2 separate regions of the Mus musculus genome follow, and region 1 is linked to region 2. The links are chromatin contacts, called in public Hi-C maps. All regions are on one chromosome and are shown on one strand. Each heading gives the region's core, a stretch centred on a gene start, on an enhancer-like site or on the middle of the called end of the contact. The rest is flanking DNA. Distances are from core to core; before and after follow the strand shown.

Region 1 (3,823 bases), core at 1,036-3,535, 97 kb after region 2:
CTGTCACTGCAGCCATCTGAGGGGAGGTATTTTTAGCTTCAGTTTTCTGTGAGGATGTCTGTAAAGACAACGTTGATGCTGTGGAAGCAACTTACACTTCAGACCACTTCCTCCTGTGTTGGAATCTTCATTGTGCTTTCCACTATGGCAAGAATTCTTTCTCCTGTTCACTTCCCCCCTCTCTACAACATTCCCTCTTTCCTTTGGCCATTTTCCTTTCAGTGTTCTCTTTCACTGTTGGTCTACAGAAAAACAGTTCTCCTGGCCCTAAGACATATATTCATTCTATTCTACCACCTTGCCCCTTCATTCAATACCCTTGGACTAAATCATTCAAAAGCTTTGGTAGATGTGAGGTTGTAATGACTATTCAAAAATAAGGTCTTTGGGACTAGAGAGATGGCTCAGTGGTTAAGAGCACCGACTGCTCTTCCAAAGGTCCGGAGTTCAAATCCCAGCAACCACATGGTGGCTCACAACCATCCATAATGAGATCTGACGCCCTCTTCTGGTGCATATGAAGACAACTACAGTGTACTTAGATATAATAATAAATAAATCTTTTAAAAAATAAAAAAATAAGGTCTTCAAAGTATCCACATTTCAGCACCCTACACTAGAATACTGAGAATTACCCATTTTACAGTTGGACAGCTTTTGAATAACTTTGCTATTTTTTTTTTAATCCTAAAGAGTGGTTTGTGAAACTAAGAAAAAAGCAATAACAAATGCACAATAAGGCCTCAACTGCCTTACTCACAGCAGATAATTTTTCACCTGGGAAGGAGGAAGCACTCTCAGGTCATTTTGTTAGAAAAGTTTACTTTATGCTGTTTTCCAAGAGTTGTGGATCTGATGAGTGTACAGCTAGTGTAGAAAAAAAAAAAAAAAAACCTGGAAAGTTTATGTTCTGCTAATATGGGAAATACAACAATGTCCTTGCTTCCCTTCTTTATCTGTGAAGCAGAGTTGATCATGCATACTTCTTTTCCCCCTTGAGGTTTCAGTTAACTCCTTCAATAAAGGTAAACTCTCAGTACAATGGATAAAGCACCCCCCCCCAACTGTAGAAGCCTGTAAATGTGGAAATAGCTAGTGTGATTGCATACTCCACCAACGCCAGTATTTGAAAAGCTGAATCAGAAGGATCATTGGGGTACAAAAGAAATCCCTGTCTCGAAAGAAAGATAAAACAATGCCCCCCAAAACAAATAAGAACACCGTGAGTCTCACAAAACAAATGCACTCATGTGCCTGCTGGGACAGATCCAGAGGTTAAAGCCATTTACAAGTGATGGGGTCTACAACCTTTCTCTAAGGACATTTTCTGTATAGGTCTAGTCTCCATCTTTCTATTGCATACTTGTCCCTACAGTTGGGAGTATCCTACATCATCTTCATTCACTCTTACTTGTCCATCAAAAGAAAGATCATCCCTCTGTGATTCCTCTACCAAAGGTAAGGGTTTTCAAGTGCAAACAATTTAGACATCTAAAGGATTCTATACAAACAACGCTTTGGACAAAATCAAAGGTTCGTGTATGCATGACAAGTGTTTTTGACATTTGTGTTTGCCCACTTTTCTGGATGATTTTTGCCTGTGCATGTCTGAAGAAATAAAACGTATAAATTACAGGTAATTCCCAACAGAAAGAAGGGCTGGGAATAAGGTAGAAATGACCACCATGGGCTTCTTGGGCCCAGAATTCCCAGATCAAATGGCTTGGTGTCAGGAATTCCCAGCTATCCTACAGGAGGATCTCAAAGGTTTCAGCAAGAGTTGCTTTGACTGCAGCTTGTTCTTTAATGTCAGGAGACTCTCCCTTCTGCTTGTCCTGGTGGGCCCTGGGGGGAGCGGGGAGGGAATACCTAAGAGCAATTGGTAGCTGGTACTTCTAATGCCTCTTCCTCCTCCAACCTCCAAGAGTCTGTTTTGGGATTGGGTTCAGGAATGAAATTCTGCCTGTGCTAACCTCCTGGGGAGCCGGTAGACTTGTCTGTTAAAAATCGCTTCTGCTTTGGAGCCTAAAGCCCGGTTCCGAAAAACAAGTGGTATTTAGGGAAGAGGGGTCTTCAAAGGCTACAGTGAGTCATTCCAGCCTTCAACCATACTACGCCAGCACTACGTTCTCTAAAGCCACTCTGCGCTAGCTTGCGGTGAGGGGAGGGGAGAAAAGGAAAGGGGAGGGGAGGGGAGGGGAGAGAGAAAGGAGGTGGGAAGGCAGAGAGGCCGGCCTGCGGGGGCGGGACCGACTCACAAACTGTTGCATTTGCTTTCCACCTCCCAGCGCCCCCTCGGAGATCCCTAGGAGCCAGCCTGCTGGGAGAACCAGAGGGTCCGGAGCAAACCTGGAGGCTGAGAGGGCATCAGAGGGGAAAAGACTGAGCTAGCCACTCCAGTGCCATACAGAAGCTTAAGGGACGCACCACGCCAGCCCCAGCCCAGCGACAGCCAACGCCTGTTGCAGAGCGGCGGCTTCGAAGCCGCCGCCCAGGAGCTGCCCTTTCCTCTTCGGTGAAGTTTCTAAAAGCTGCGGGAGACTCAGAGGAAGCAAGGAAAGTGTCCGGTAGGACTACGGCTGCCTTTGTCCTCTTCCCCTCTACCCTTACCCCCTCCTGGGTCCCCTCTCCAGGAGCTGACTAGGCAGGCTTTCTGGCCAACCCTCTCCCCTACACCCCCAGCTCTGCCAGCCAGTTTGCACAGAGGTAAACTCCCTTTGGCTGAGAGTAGGGGAGCTTGTTGCACATTGCAAGGAAGGCTTTTGGGAGCCCAGAGACTGAGGAGCAACAGCACGCCCAGGAGAGTCCCTGGTTCCAGGTTCTCGCCCCTGCACCTCCTCCTGCCCGCCCCTCACCCTGTGTGTGGTGTTAGAAATGAAAAGATGAAAAGGCAGCTAGGGTTTCAGTAGTCGAAAGCAAAACAAAAGCTAAAAGAAAACAAAAAGAAAATAGCCCAGTTCTTATTTGCACCTGCTTCAGTGGACTTTGAATTTGGAAGGCAGAGGATTTCCCCTTTTCCCTCCCGTCAAGGTTTGAGCATCTTTTAATCTGTTCTTCAAGTATTTAGAGACAAACTGTGTAAGTAGCAGGGCAGATCCTGTCTTGCGCGTGCCTTCCTTTACTGGAGACTTTGAGGTTATCTGGGCACTCCCCCCACCCACCCCCCCTCCTGCAAGTTTTCTTCCCCGGAGCTTCCCGCAGGTGGGCAGCTAGCTGCAGATACTACATCATCAGTCAGGAGAACTCTTCAGAGCAAGAGACGAGGAGGCAGGATAAGGGAATTCGGTGGAAGCTACAGACAAGCTCAAGGATGGAGGTGCAGTTAGGGCTGGGAAGGGTCTACCCACGGCCCCCATCCAAGACCTATCGAGGAGCGTTCCAGAATCTGTTCCAGAGCGTGCGCGAAGCGATCCAGAACCCGGGCCCCAGGCACCCTGAGGCCGCTAACATAGCACCTCCCGGCGCCTGTTTACAGCAGAGGCAGGAGACTAGCCCCCGGCGGCGGCGGCGGCAGCAGCACACTGAGGATGGTTCTCCTCAAGCCCACATCAGAGGCCCCACAGGCTACCTGGCCCTGGAGGAGGAACAGCAGCCTTCACAGCAGCAGGCAGCCTCCGAGGGCCACCCTGAGAGCAGCTGCCTCCCCGAGCCTGGGGCGGCCACCGCTCCTGGCAAGGGGCTGCCGCAGCAGCCACCAGCTCCTCCAGATCAGGATGACTCAGCTGCCCCATCCACGTTGTCCCTGCTGGGCCCCACTTTCCCAGGCTTAAGCAGCTGCTCCGCCGACATTAAAGACATTTTGAACGAGGCCGGCACCATGCAA
Region 2 (4,220 bases), core at 998-3,497:
TTCAGGGTGCCACACATATCGTGGATTCACCACTGGTTTTTTGCATTGATTTTATCATTGTCTTTGTTTGATTGTTTCAGTTTGTCTAAATTGTCCTAAAGCCTAGATATACTGTCCTCTTGAGCCATTCTACTAATGAGACTTTGCACAGAGCTTTGCATTTAATGGATTGTGTTTTCCATTCCAAGCATATTATTTTTATACACATATACGAGTAATTTTATAGTTAAGGACTCATGTATCTTCACAAAAGCCCACGGGGTATTTAGATTAGTTTTTCTCCAGTATTTCTCTTTGTTAAATTCAACTTTCACATCTCATTTTTCATTCCTTATTTCATCAATCTGTTTGTCTTCTAGAGCCAGAGAATATTTTTGGTTCATTTTTTTTGGAACTTATATGTAATAACTTTTTTGAGTTCTTTGTCTGGGATTTCATTCCATTCTCATTTGATGCCATTTACTATAGGCTTAATAATTTTTGGAGGATTTTTGTTACTTTTGTTTTTTGTGTTTCTTATGTGTCTTCTGTGTTGGGACTTATGCATGTATCTATTATTTCTTTCCTCGGTTTATTTTTTCTTATGAGCTATATTCTTTCAATATGCAATGTTTATGCAGAAATTAGATGTGATAAAGTGAAGTGTGTAGTTTAGAAAAGAATTCCTTACTCCAAGGGCTCAACTTGCCTGTTATAAACTCTATTTTGTATCCTGAATAGAATGCTAACTGGAGGAGAACCTACCAGTGCCTAAGATTAATACACTAATAATATACAGATAAATAATTATAGATAGTATGAAGAATATTCAGATTTTAGTGAAGATTAACTATGAAAAGGAGAGGTAGGATGAGTAAGGATAAGGGCCAAGTATTAGATAAACTTTGTAAAAAAAATATTAAAGTGGATACAGTAGTTAGGAGGGGAAAGTTAGGAACCTGTTAGTCTATATAGAGCTTTAGAGATTATAAAAGTTATATGAAAATATTTCTTATGTTAAAAGAGAGAAAATAAGGATGAAAGGAGGAAGGAAAGATGTAGGAATCCTAAAGTCATCATCAGGGAGTGGTTCTCCAAATGATTATCCCATAATCAGCTTCCAAACTCTGCTATAGGCTTGTTTAGTCATTCATAACACAGCCTTCAATGCATCTTTCTTTTTCATCAAACGAGGGAAACAGGTATATTTATATGAAACATTCATTTTTTTGTGACTTCCCTGGAAGTTACAGGCAGTTGTAAAGAGAATTAAACCCAGGTCTTCTAGAAGAGCATTCAGTTCTCGTAACCACTGGTCTATCTTTCTAAACCCTCTGCTTTTACATTTTGGAGACCTCTATAATGTGATACCCAAGTCACACTAATTTATGTGCCCACAAACAATATGCAAATGTTCATTTACTTTATACTCAACTCAACAGTTATCTTTTGACTCTTTGATAAAAATTAATCAACTGATATAATGTAATATCTCATTGTGGTTTAGATTTGCATTTCCATGATGCTTAGTCATATTCAATATATTCTCTTGTATCTGTTCTGCATTTGCCTTTTTTTGAAGAAATATTGAAAAATTTCACCCATTTTCAATTAGATGTTTATGCCACTGAGTTGATTGAGCTCCTTCTATATTATGAACATAGATATGGCTTGCAACTCTTTTTGCCCATCTCATTCCTCAACTCTACTATTTTTTGTTTGTTGTCTATAGAAGCTTTGGGTGGTTGATCATGTGATATAATTGCTAACTATTTTCCCAGTTACTTTAGAGTACAAGTGCCATTTAAAGAAACATCTAATACTCCCATGAGTAAGTCTTCTTCACTCTTATTGTCCAGCTTCTCTCATTCCTGCAAATTTGGACCTGTAAGTTTTAGAAGTCCTGACTCATCATTGCGTAAGCAGAGTGCTTTAGATACTCCCTGAACCTGTCTTTACTGTTCTTTATTTGGCATTTACAGTATATATTCTGTCCATTTTTCTTCAACTAAGTCCTTTGAATTTGAACTGTATCTAGTGAGTCCAACTTCAGGGAGTCTCTCATGCCCCTATACTTGGATAGGTGTGCTTCTTCTATTGCTTATAAGTCTTGAAGTTCTAATTTCTAGCCTGTCCTTAATAGATTTGTATTGAAATAATCTCTTCATGGCTCTCACTTTGTAAATAGGCTATGAGGTCCTGAAGGGCAGAGCTTAGGCCTCATCACACTTTGTACCCCAGTTCCTAGTACTGGCCTGGCACAGAGTGCTTTGCTTAGTAAATGCATGTTTGAACTAGCCAGTTCAAAACGTTTGGTAACCTATCAAGGGTGCTGGGACTCCTTGAAATTCATTCAGGTTTCTAATGACCCAGGGCCAAAAACTAATGTCAATATAAGACCATAAGATATGCCCAGGGAGCTTCTGGAAAAGCAAATCGTTTTGTTAGTGTAAACTGGTTCCAGTGAAAGTCAGGCTGGCAGACTGACACAGCTAAAAGACAGGAGCTGAAGAAGCACCTTCTCACCCTTGTCCTTTGCCCTCTTACTCAATTGCTTGGGTGACAGCCTGTCCAGGAGGCAGGCCATGGAGTTGCATGGATATGTTCCCAGTCACAGACTTGGGCTGAGGTTGGAATTCCAAGCCAAGCTCAAGTTGTCTTCTTTTGGTTCTGCTCCTTGATCTCACAGTGCTGCTGCATTCTTGGCAGGGTGTAGTTATACCTGGTGTGTAATTAAAAACACAGATGCTTCAGTTCCTTTTAAAGGAAGAAGGTGGAATCTTTTCAGAAGTCCAACAGAAAAGAATTGATGTTTTTGTTTCTCCACACTCTTCTAGCTTGGGCATTTCTGGCACTAGAATAATGGATAGAAAATTGTATCAAACTAAGTTATCTGTCTCTGTAAAACTAACATTAATGCTTCTGTATTATTTCTTTTAAAAATTCAGTTTGATAGGTTTCTATGCATAGGTGACATTTAAAGCTAATTCCAGACAGGGCATTGTTGACTATGCTTCTCTCTTTTTTTAAAAAAATATTTTTATTATTACTTATTTTCCTCAATTACATTTAGAATGCTATCCCAAAAGTCCCCCATACCCTCCCCCCCACTTCCCTACCCACCCATTCCCACCTTCTCTTAATAGTATGAAGTGCTTCCTTGCTAAGAATTATTCCAGAGCCTTTTGTAGACATGGGGCCTGGAAGGCAGGGGATACTGAAGGTTAGAGAGATGAAGCAATAATAACTTGTCTTCAGAAGTAATCCAGGCATTCTATAATGGAACTGGGAAAAACCCCATCAGATTTTGCAGCCTCTTTATTTGACCTTTGTTATTTCAGTCTAAGAAGACTATTGTCACTGAAACGACCACATTAAGTAAAAAAAACTGTATTGTTTAATATTGCCATTAGACAAGAAAGCCTAGATCTCAAAATTCCACTATCTGTGTCTAGTGTTTCCCTACACAACAAAGATTTCATCTTCAAAGTGTTTTTTATAAATATTAACCAGTAAAGTCTTTGAGCTAATCATGTGGTTTGAAAGCAGCAGTCATGCATTGATCTGGGAAGTAAGTATGAGGCGGCATAGAGCCTGGTTAGGTTGTTAAATTTGACTAAAAGAGAGTCAGTACTTTGTCGTGGGAAGTCAAGGAAGATCACAGAAATAGAATTCTTGTAAAAGATTGATAGAGGTCAAAGATAATTCCTGCCCCCTGGCAGTCATAATGCAGTAAAGTCCTCTAGTAGTTTTTTTTTTCAGCATCACTGGTTAAGTTTTCTTTTCTTTTCTTTTCTTTTCTTTTCTTTTCTTTTCTTTTCTTTCTTTTTTTTTTTTGTATCACTCTATAGATGTCTACATCAGAACAGGAATTAAACTTTTTTGTTTTCCAGTCAAGGGGCAGTTTGAGTTTAAAAATCAGCAATGAGGGATGGATGGTCTCTGCTTAAATAAGGAGCATGTGACTTATACAGTTAAACTGAACACCACTACCAGGACTTAATCTTCACTGCGTGGTCCACTAAACTTATAAAAAATGTAATAATCTTAAATCAGGACTCCCAGATTGTCATTTGAAGTAGACTCTATGTAGCAAACATAGCTATTACTGGCAGATTTCTATTGTCCTCAACCATTTTCAGTTTTGCATTTACAAAAAACAAAAAAACAAAAAAAAAATAAGATGCCAATTTTGAGACCATCTAGAATGGAAAACCACATATGAGGATTTCACAAATCAG

Evidence for each region. Hi-C and Micro-C count contacts between places; a contact is called where the count stands out from the background.
Region 1: a Hi-C map of liver shows a contact between it and region 2, with 4 times the contacts expected there. The contact joins the promoter of Ar here to the enhancer-like site in region 2. A contact is called at or near these places in 4 of 39 promoter capture datasets (3T3-L1-derived adipocytes, liver and pre-B cells), 12 of 484 Hi-C or Micro-C datasets (CD4 T cells, cortical neurons, embryonic fibroblasts and 4 more), 3 of 115 datasets of contacts at active chromatin or transcription factors (hepatocytes, kidney and liver) and 4 of 9 other capture datasets (adipose tissue, embryonic stem cells, liver and 1 more).

What each region holds. Positions count from the first base shown.
Region 1 is chrX:98,146,472-98,150,294 of GRCm38.p6, forward strand. Ar (androgen receptor) reads left to right here and starts at 2,286. Exons shown (of 8, transcript NM_013476.4): 1 at 2,286-3,823. The coding sequence starts at 3,311.
Region 2 is chrX:98,049,399-98,053,618 of GRCm38.p6, forward strand. No RefSeq gene overlaps it. Among named protein-coding and RNA genes, the nearest start is that of Ar, 97 kb to the right of the region's middle. Within about 2 kb of position 2,248, at least 4 of the 459 cell types and tissues checked have an H3K27ac peak or open chromatin away from gene starts, as enhancers often do. A contact at or near this core is called in hepatocytes, kidney and liver, where this site is marked.